Linked DNA regions of Sus scrofa: region 2 is linked to region 1. A link is a contact called in public Hi-C data. All regions are on one chromosome and are shown on one strand. The core of a region is the stretch at or near the end of the contact, and the rest is flanking DNA. Distances in the headings are between cores, read along the strand shown.

Region 1 (5,180 bases), core at 756-3,255:
ACAGGAATGCCGCTGCTAAGGTCAAGGGCCTGACCCACAGTGGATGCAGCTCTTAATCCTTTTTCTTATCACCAGACTGGGAGTCTGGGAGCTCCGAACCCATCCCGACAGCCCTAGGACTCGTCTCAGTTTCAGTGTGACTACCTTTCATATGAAGGCTCCAGAACCCAGAAAGCTACACTGGACTCTGAAACTGTTTGGAGCAAGAGCTCTAAATGGCCAAGACATCCTCCCTGAGAATCAAGGACAGACTGCCTGATGATCGGCCAGCATTAGCTGGAGTCACCTGTTCTCTGGTGCTGACGGCAGTGACCACATCCACGTCATTCAGAGTCATGTGAATGGTCCAGACAGGGGAAAAAACGTGCTTTCCGGTGAGGTGAGGCAATCAAACAGAAGCACAACACCTCTCCAGGCCTGTTTTCTACAAATGCCCTTTGGGGAGCCCTCTCTTCTGGCTGCGCTGGCCTGTTGTGGGCAGGGAGGCCACTGTGTGGTCAGAATGTGTCCCACAGGCCCCTGCCACCTGCCTCCTAAGAGCAGGAGAGCAAAGCCTGAGGGGGAAACCAGCCTGAGGGACACAGCACCCTGAATGGCAGGAGCTCCTGAGGTCCCCTCTGTGCTGGGTTTCACAGAACTCTCCCTCTACCCCGCAGCCTGGAGAACTCCTCAGCGCAGCTGTGCCAGCGCGTCTCCCTGGGCAGGGGTCCTTGGTCAGACCTGACACTCCTCGGGCCAATGACGCTACCAAATCCCACTGACTGATGGCTTCTGGCTGGCCATGGAAGGCCTTTAACCAACGTGGCTACAGGGAATTTATCCATAGCTCTGGACCAATTTAAGGTGGGAGGAAAAACCCAGTCTGTTGAGAGGCTGGGAGCTGTCATATCCACATGCGGATACACAGGGAAATTTCTGCTTCCCAGAATAACTGCGGAAGGATGGAGTTTGGGAGAGGAACTCCCCGCAGGAAGCAGGAAGGGTGGGTTTAAGCCTTCACATCTCCAACAGGACCCCCTTCAAATTTTGGTTTAATTTCATCAGCATCACTGACATTTCATACTCAAAATTCTGAATGGGCAGGGAACACAGCATTCTAGCCTCTAGCCCGGCAGTATACTCGCTAAATGTTTAAAATACTATTTGTTGACAACCAGGTGGTTTTCCGTCACTCACCATGTGTGAGCTCTGGGCAGTTTCTCAGGACTTCCCCATTGCTCTATTGTAAACAGCTGAGGACCATTGGAACCTAGATGAAAGAACAAAGAAAAATAGACGCTTAGAGGGCTCAAGGCAGAGGAACATGGTGAAGGAGGGGATAAAGGAAAGGGAGGGGCGGGGGGCCCGAGACCCCCTCTGAGGCTGTTTAACAACGGGGCAAGCAAGGGGTCTGCACAACCTCATGACACAGACTCTGTGCCACTGTCAGACTGGAATCGCGCCAAGCTGAACACAACAGACGTGACAACATATGGACATGCGGACATCTACAGCCTTTCAGTCCAACCCGTGAAGTTTAAATTTCGAACTACTTCTGGGGGGAAAAAAATGAAACATGACCTTGAATATGCCTCATGGAGGGAAGGAGTGCCTTAAATATTCTGTTTACAAACACAGGAATGATTCTGCAAAATCCGGTTGTTTGTGAAGATATACCAAAAAACAAAACTCCCCCCCCCACCAAAAAAAAGAAAAGACCAATGTTAGGACTCTCTGCATGAAAACAAAAAAGACCCCCTCCCCTGCCCCTTCATGTAAAGGGAACTACACACACAGCTGAGAGGAGGGCACATTGCCCCATCTCTTCAGGGTCCGTGCAAAGTCCACTTGTCTAGGGGCCTGGAGGCACTCTTCTCGGGCTGCAGCTGATGCCTGGCTAGAGGAGAACAAAATCTAAAGGTGTCCTGCTCACCATAAAGCTCGGCAAATCCATTCATAGGTACTCGGGACGTCCCGGTGACGAACTGCAGTAACCGGATCCGCTTCTCGGCGTCCATCAGCAGCACAGCCTATGAACGGAGGCAGAAGGTCAGGTGAGCCCATGTGACACATGGCCCGTGCTGCTGTGATGCAGACAGGCAAAACAACCTCACTACCCTGCAGCCGAAGATCTAGACCATTGACCCTAAAAGCGGTTTCCTACGGTCACCACAGTACTGGCCTCTGTGATCTCAGAGAGCGAGAGATCACAAGGTCTCTTTCTTCTTCTGCCAACTGGTCAAAAGAAGTGGTGTTCAAAGCAAACTCACTAATGGCCCTGAGCTCAGGTTTCTGTATGAGGCTTGCCAGTGGCCCCCGGCCAACTATAAACATAGACAGTTTGAGAAGTGTTGACCCAGGGGGAACCCAGGTTATGTGGTGGGATTGCTGACTATAGACAAATTCTCTAAAGATAACATTTTATAAAAAGAAAGAAAAACAGAGGCCAGGGTAGCCTCTGAAATAATCTGTGTATCTTATGTATCTGAATTATTCTAAGAATCGAGTTGCCTTCACTGGTAAAGCCCCTTGAATTGAAATAAAAAATATTCAAACTTAAAGCTGAGCGAGACTTGGATGAGGATTTGGGGATTTGAAGGTTCTGTTTTTCTTTTCTCTATGTTTCGCTATTGGCACCTGAAGTATTATTAGTAACACAAATAAATAATCAGCTTTTCTTCCCTGTGACTATTCTTTCCTCAGTTTACCATCTCTCCCTTGGACCCACCCCCACTTTCTCTGTCACTTCTCTCCTAAGCTGAACAGGATGCAAACACTGGCCTTCAGAGAGCACAGCAGATTTTATCTGTATCTTTGATTGAAAGATGTAAAGATCATAATGTTTGTTGAAATTAACCAGGGGGAAAAAAAAAAAATCTGGGAAAAGGGTTTTTTAATCCAAAGTGGCATCTTAGAAAAGTCAGTCCCAAAGCATGTTTTTGCCCTGAGAAATCTCCCATTCTTGGTTACACTTTGGAGGATTAGTTCCAATTCTTGAATCTCGCTTTTCAGAATCATCCTCCTGAATGATATCCTCAAACAAAAGCATGTTAATCAGGTGGCTGCTTCAAGACTGCTGTCTACCACAGTTACAGAAGAGCAGCAGGATGGGCTGCTTTGGATTCAGCCGGCTCTTCTCTCCCAGCAGGCCAGGTGCCAGCAGCGCCCCGACTTCCAGCAGCAGGACCGTGGGAAGCAGCACAGGGCCCCCTACCCGACCCAGGAGGAGCAGCAGGGACCGGTCCTGGCCTTACCTTCCAGAACCACTGAATCACAGGGTGGTTTGGGCAGTAGCCATTCTTGTAAATAGAATGTTGTCGCCAGTCGTTCACATCCACATCACCAAGGCCGCACATCAGCAACTGGGAGGGAGATGGACCAGAGTTAAAGGGGGCACTCCTCGAAAGCCAAAGAAACACACGCAGAGATAAGGCCCTTCCTCAAGGACAGAGCCACGGTGTGTGCCAAGCAAGACAGGCCAGTGATGCACAGATACAAACGAAGGGAGGGACATGTGTTCCAAAGCCTCCCTGCTGCAGATCAGACAGCAGCGGTAACAGGGGCCCGGTCTAAAACCTGTATGGCTACCCATCTCCCACGGGAAGTTCCAAGGCCAGATCGCCTTCCCTGCCCGCTAATCTCAGCACCTCGCTCAGGGATCTTCTCACACTGCATTTACATCTGCTCATTATTTTGGCTGTTTCCCCTTCTGAGAGGTTACTTGTCTCAAGATGTGAAACCACCTCCCCACTCACAAAAGAACTCGAGTTTTATGACAGTAAGAACGCATCTCCCCCAGATCCATCGACCCAGGTGAGGGCGGCAAACTCATGTGCCCAGAGGTCCGTGGCTGCACCAGCACTAACGCAGTAATCGCTTCTCTGACTTACAATCTTAGGTCCACTTTTCTTATTACCGAACCCTCTGAAGGGCAGGTTTCCTGTGGACAAATGCATGATATTCCTGCAGAGGCACCAGAGTAAAATGCAAAAAAAACTAAACTAGAGGCTCGAAAGCTGGGTTCACAGGCCTGACTGTGCCAAAACCCTGCTGGGTAACCCTGCGAGGTCATTAACTGCTCCCGCCCTCAGTTTCTATCAAACCAAGGGCCTCTTCTGCATGATGCCTATGACGTCATCTATCTGGACTTTTGCCTCTTAAGGTAGAAGAACAGAAAGCCCATCTATGGGAACACGTCATTGGACGTGGTCTGGACAAATGGCAACGGAGTCCTATCAGATGGCCTCTTAACAGACACAGCCTTCCTTCTGCTGTTCCTTTCAACACAAAGGCAGAGAGATCCCTCTGCTTTTGAAATTCCCAATTCTCATCCACACCAACACCAAGCAGCTGGCACAAGCTAAGCTGGTGCACAAGGACCACCACCTTGCTGCTTTCGACCTGCCTTCTTACTCTACACAGCCCACTTCGAGTTCATCGAGACCCCTCTCTACAGCCCCTCGTGGACGCCCGCACTCGCTCCTGGCCAAGTCCCCACTCGGATGCCATGGGTGGGTGTGTGGAAGTGCAGGGCCCTCAGCCGGCCGCGCCCTGGGAACAGGGTGCTGCCACCCCAGCTCTACTAACAACAGCAGTTTTCCCCTCATGGTGCACCAGCTCAGAGCCCCCTCCCCGCCTGCTATGTCCCTCTCCTGGGCCAGGAACCTACAGGTGACCACTTCTGCTATTCCCCACTCCCCGATCAGCAATCAGGCAAGCCCCTAAAAGACCTGAATTAGAAAGTCATGTAAGCTTACTCGCCGGGACATTATGAATCTAGAATATTAAAATATCATCTGTGAGGTAATGAGATACTTAAAAAATCTCCTTTACACAAATGTTTACAAACCTCCAGCTCATTTTCGTCAAAAATTTTAATCAAATCAATAGGAAGCAGTTCCGTGAATCCCTGAAAGGAAAAAAAAAATCATTCTTAACACCTTTTTCCTTGAAAGAGACATTTCACAGGATAAACTTTTTTCAGTTAGCTAGAAAAATACATTGTTCACTGATGATTTGCAGCTATCAGTAGTTGGTAATTTCAAATAAAAACAGCATAGTCACAATGTAAAATTTTGAAAAGCAGTAGACTCAAGCAGATTCAGGCACTTGAGTAATTTTTGAAACATTATGAAAATAGGGGTTGCTGCAGGCAGGTGGATTCCAAAAGCCACTTATGACACACCACTGTGACTCAGGGT
Region 2 (5,180 bases), core at 735-3,234, 120 kb after region 1:
CGGGATGCTTAGAAAAACTGAAATTTTTGACCACAGCCTACCTAGCCAATCCAACCAGTGGATTATAACAATGATCCAGAAGTAGTTAAAAACATGCTCGTAGAATATGTTAATGGATTTCTCACACACACACACACACACACACACACACACACACACACATATATATACTGTAGAATCTCAAAATACAAAACACACTTATAGGCTATTTTCTCTCCCAAATTTTTATATATTTAAATTTCTGATATCTACCTTCATAGTTGTAAAAGGTTAAAAATAATAAAAGCCATAGGTTTGAATTACCCTTTTCATACCTACTGAGAAGCCAGCCAAAAACACAAATGGAACCAATGACCAAGCCAGCAACTAACATCTAGCAACTACCAACTGGAGGACAATGAACTGTCACAACTACAAGATCTACCCCGTGAACAAGAGGCTGGGTCAACAACCTTTCTTTCCCCTGCTCCCAGGCTACCCAAACCAACTGGACACGTCCAGAATATACAGCCCCAGCCATGCACCCTCACCCCCAGCAACTGAGCTCCTGAAACTCAGCCTAAAGCCTGTCTTTCTCTGCTGCCTCAAGGATCATGCTAGAATTACCATCTTCTATTTTATTTTAATATTTTTAGGGCCACACCCATGGCATATGGAAGCTCCCAGTCTAGGGTTCGAATTGGAGCTGTAGCCACTGGCCTACACCACAGCCACAGCAATGCCAGATCTAAGCCGGGTCTGCGGCCTATACCAGAGCTCACAGCAATGCTGGATCCTTAATCCACTGAGTGAGGCCAAGGATCGAACCTGTGCACTCATGGATATTAGTTGGGTTTGTTACTCCTGAGCTATGACAGGAACTCCCACCATCCTTTATTTGTTGCTTCTATTTTCACCAAAGCATTTCTTCTTTCCCCTTCTTAAATCTTCCTCCCCTCCCCCCAGGAAGGAACCCACATGATGCAGTGTTTAAATCCAAGCCCCCAGGGCAAAGTGGGTCCAGAGATGCCAAAGCTAACACGCTTCCCCGTCAACAGCCAAGTCACCTTTCTCCTCGTCCAGCATTCTTACCAAGACCTGCCATAAATTCCCCCTTATGACCTGGCTGCATGGCTGCCAAGCAGAAGGCCGAGGGTAGGACGGCCAGCCTGGAGCCTGGCACTAAGAAATAAATACTCTCCAGGGAAAAACCAATTCTCTCTACACAGAAATGTTTGATCAATAGCAGGGCATGGTCTACTCCAGCAAAGTGCCCTAGCACAATGGTATCAAAGTTCACAACTGTGCACGGCCAACGCATTCCGACAATTCTGCGGCCAGTGTCCGGCCAGATGCATGGTTCAAATCAAAGAGGTTCGCTGGTTACATGTGGGGCCTTCCTTAATCACTTAAGCCTAAAATCCTTCTCAAGCCATCTTAAGGAAGGAAAAAAAGGATTACTATACTTTTTCTAGCAAGTATTTTCTTAACAATAATAAAATCAATCACATTTGTACAGCACATCAGCACTGACAGAGCTTTTAAAGTTACCTCATTTATTCCTTCCAGAAACACTAACACACGCACTGTCACTTAACAAATAAGGAAGTGGGTTCAGAAAAGTGACATGACCAGGGGTCAGAGAAACTGTCAGTGGCAGAAAGAGGACCTTAAATCGAGTGCTTTGTTTATTTAAAACACTCCAGCAGGCTATTTTTAAAACTGCAAGCAAAACCTAAACATAAGGCCAGTATTCATTTATTTTTCCTTTTGCTACTGGACTTGAACAAGAGTCTAACAAAACATTAGCGTGAAAAAGTGTCAAAAGAGGCCAAAGACTTAAACTAACCAGTTGCTCCTGCTGGCATGAGGCCACATGGCCCCAAAGAGATGACAGACAGGCTGAGACTGGTCGCCGCCGACAGCAGCTGCCCACAGGTGATCTGAGCTCGGCCAGAGATGGGAGCCTCTGCTTTGTAAAGTGCCTGCTCTTGCCCGTTCCATCCTTCCCTAGATGGAGTGCCACCTCTGCCCCACGGTCTGGGCCAGGGAACAGGTGTGGGGTGTGGCCCTAGGCTGCTGAGGCTGCTGTGACAGAAAGGCCAGGGGGTCACGACTCAGGCGGCAAGGGGAGGACCTGATGCAGCTGCCAGACCGTGGTTTCCCTGGGGAGGAAGCTGCTCAGGGCCTCACACCTTCACACTCGGGATGTCTCCCTTGGGCTTTGTATCTTTACAAATCACTCAAGAAACATGGAATTCTTTGCATGCGACATTTTCTGGTCTGAGACAGGCATGTGTAGTGGTTAATCACATGACCTGGAGAAAAAGCCAACAAAGTACACAGGTGTGCTTTGTAACCAATGTTGTTTGTTGTGACTTTAAACGTAACAACAGATTTTGCTTTAGAGTTAAATTATATTTAACACGAATCAAATTACTATAGAACGAATCAAATTACTATAGAAACTCAACTGATTCCGCTTCCTGAGCACCTTCTCCCAAAAAACCCTGTACCAACTGCTATGGCTCCAAGAGCCTAGAGGACATAGTCAACGAAATTTTATTGGACCCTGAAATTCACTAGCATTTGGAAGGGGAAAAAATTAAGACTAACATCCTATACTGAACCGTTCTTTACCACCCACCTATAAACTAAATTTTAACAAATAACTGGATCTTGGTACAGGCCTAGGCTAAGAATGTTTCTCCTGCAACTTTTAAAAACATGATGGGTTTCCTTAAACTACACATCTTTTTCCCTTCAAGTTGAGTATTTCCATTCCTGATAGCAAGACACCCACTCTCCACTCCTCTGGGCTGTGGCAGTTGTTTCTCAGCTGTCTAAGCCAAGTGTATCCCTGAGGTATTTGGTCTGCCCATCCTGTGCACGCCTGCCCTCCTCCAGCTTCCGGGAAAACAGCTGTCTGAACACCGCGCTGCCCCACACCCTGCTGAGCTTACCTATCAGAGGTGGCTCTGATGAACAAGCAATGTTTAACTTCCCCACAACTCTGTTGCTTTTGGTGATCTGCTGCTAACAAACCACCCCAAAATGCAGGGGCTTAAAAACAACAACAGCCACTTAGATGGTGACTGGAGCTGGAACGTCCAGGCTTCACTCACCTATTGGGCTCTGTGCTGGCAGTGGTGGAAAGCAGGAACTTTTCTCTATGAAGCTACCTTGAGCTTCTTTACATGGCAGCAGATCTTGAAAGCACAAGTTCCCCTCAGGCGGGATGCGGACTCCATGTAGAACCAGCCCAGCACCACTGCCACGGCTTTCGCAGGGCCAGCTGGGATTCAAGGGGAAGGGAAATACTACCTCTTGATGGGGGAGGGATGAAAACATTTGCAGTCATCCTCCTCTGCCACACTGTCCTCCCGTGTTTACTCTGCAAAGGACATGCTGATACAATCTCGTAGGTCTTAGGGCCAGATCTGAACTCTTCACTGGTGGTCACACAGCCCTAGCATCTTGGTCTGAAATGGAGCACCTGGCAAGTTGCAGCTCCCCAAGTGGATCCGTACATTAGTCCAATTTGTTATGAGATCACAAACTCTACATACATCACCCAGCACCTAGCTATCAACAACCACATGGCGTCGTCAGCACAATGGACACAAGCCAGAAGTGTCCCCAAAATGGAAAACAAAAACAGCTTCCCCTTCTCTGGCAAACATTTCAAACGTGAAGATGGAATCTAAAGACATGCAGGGTGAAGCTCCCTGGTGGCCCAGTGGGTGAAGGGTCTGGTGTTATCGCTGCTGTGGTGTGGGTCACTGCTGTGACTTGGTTTTGATCCCTGGCCCTGGAACTTTCACATACTGTGGACTCAGCAGAAGAAAGGAAAGAAAGAAAGAAGAAAGAACAGACACGTAAGGCGATCTTAAGGTCCTGCCTGCACTGTTTTGACAATATCTCAGCAGAGGCAAAATACATGGCACAGAATTTTGAAAAGGAAACAAAAAGTGCCTTCCTATAATCTGTGAGAGGAACAACCAGAGGAAGGGACACATTATACATCTGAAAGGTGACATGAGACGCTAACCGTTGTTTTTCCTCTGGAAAATCACATGATTCGTATTTTTAAAAAGAGCAATTTTATTTTTCCAGGCTCCACAGAAGCTGAGGTAACTCAAGTTTTCTTATCTACTGAGGTGCCTCCATGTGATGTCAGAGAGGACATATTCTATGACGTACAAGATCTGAAAAAATAAAAATCAATTAAAAAAAAAAAAAAGATCTGGGGCCAACTCACCCGAGATCACTAATCCCTTTCACTTACCATACTCTAGCATGGCCATGGTCCCTCTTAGTTCCTCCAAAGCACCCAACTCTTTTCCCCACACACCCAACTCTGTGTGCACAGGTGCAGGGTTCCTTCTGCCTGGACTCCCTTCCTCCCACACAGCTCACACGTCACATATCAGGCCTTGGTTCACAGTCAGCTCTTAAGAGGGCTTCCTCCTCCTCAAGAAGATCTCCCTATTACTGTCTTTGTCCCAGCATCCTATTTACCTCCTTTGACATACTTATGAAAACACTCAATTGTTTTATTAGTTGTCTTTTTACTATTCACATTAACGACAGTAGCCAGAGTCTAAACCTCACAAGAGCAGTGGCCATGTCTCTCTTACCCAGCACTTGCATCTCTAGAACAGCACCTGGAATGTAAGAGGAATTCAGAAGGGTCACTTATCCTTGCTGGCTTTCATGTTTACAATGGTAGCAACAATGGACCAATCACATAACCTCTCTGGGGTTGATTAATTATTTCTTTGTTAAAGGTGATGGAGGCTGAATTAAATAATATTAAGTTCCTGCCAGCTTTACCACTGAACTTTAGCTAATTTCAAAGCTAGAACCTAGAGATTTGGGGTTAGTAAATAAATAGTTACTACTTACTCAGTAAAGATTCAGTTTCTTGTCTCAAATTACTAGTAGATTTAATATTGTAAAATCTTAACACATATAAGTCTGGAGAGAAATACTATCCATGATCTTATATGACCCTTTAAGTATCTTAAAGGTATATAAGAAAAGTCTAATATATGAAAAAAATACCAGAAGTAGTGAAGTTTTTGTATTTTTCATACATTTGGAATTTACCTTGTACACCAAGGACAATGTCCAATCTATAACAAACTGCAATCCTAGGTTTGAAGTTGTAATTTGCTGACAATCTCATTTCAAGCACA

The links. A called contact is a pair of places that touch in the nucleus more often than the background predicts.
Region 2: a Hi-C map of liver shows a contact between it and region 1, with 1.9 times the contacts expected there. The contact joins two enhancer-like sites. A contact is called at or near these places in 3 of 47 Hi-C or Micro-C datasets (liver and skeletal muscle).

What each region holds. Positions count from the first base shown.
Region 1 is chr1:162,373,041-162,378,220 of Sscrofa11.1, forward strand. It overlaps NEDD4L (E3 ubiquitin-protein ligase NEDD4-like), which reads right to left. Exons shown (of 32, transcript XM_021073866.1): 28 at 4,829-4,888; 29 at 3,234-3,341; 30 at 1,913-2,009; 31 at 1,177-1,249. Among named protein-coding and RNA genes, the nearest start is that of MIR122, 46 kb to the left of the region's middle. Within about 2 kb of position 2,006, at least 10 of the 83 cell types and tissues checked have an H3K27ac peak or open chromatin away from gene starts, as enhancers often do. A contact at or near this core is called in liver and skeletal muscle, where this site is marked.
Region 2 is chr1:162,490,322-162,495,501 of Sscrofa11.1, forward strand. The region is part of intron 5 of NEDD4L (E3 ubiquitin-protein ligase NEDD4-like); the gene reads right to left. Among named protein-coding and RNA genes, the nearest start is that of MIR122, 160 kb to the left of the region's middle. Within about 2 kb of position 1,985, at least 20 of the 83 cell types and tissues checked have an H3K27ac peak or open chromatin away from gene starts, as enhancers often do. A contact at or near this core is called in liver and skeletal muscle, where this site is marked.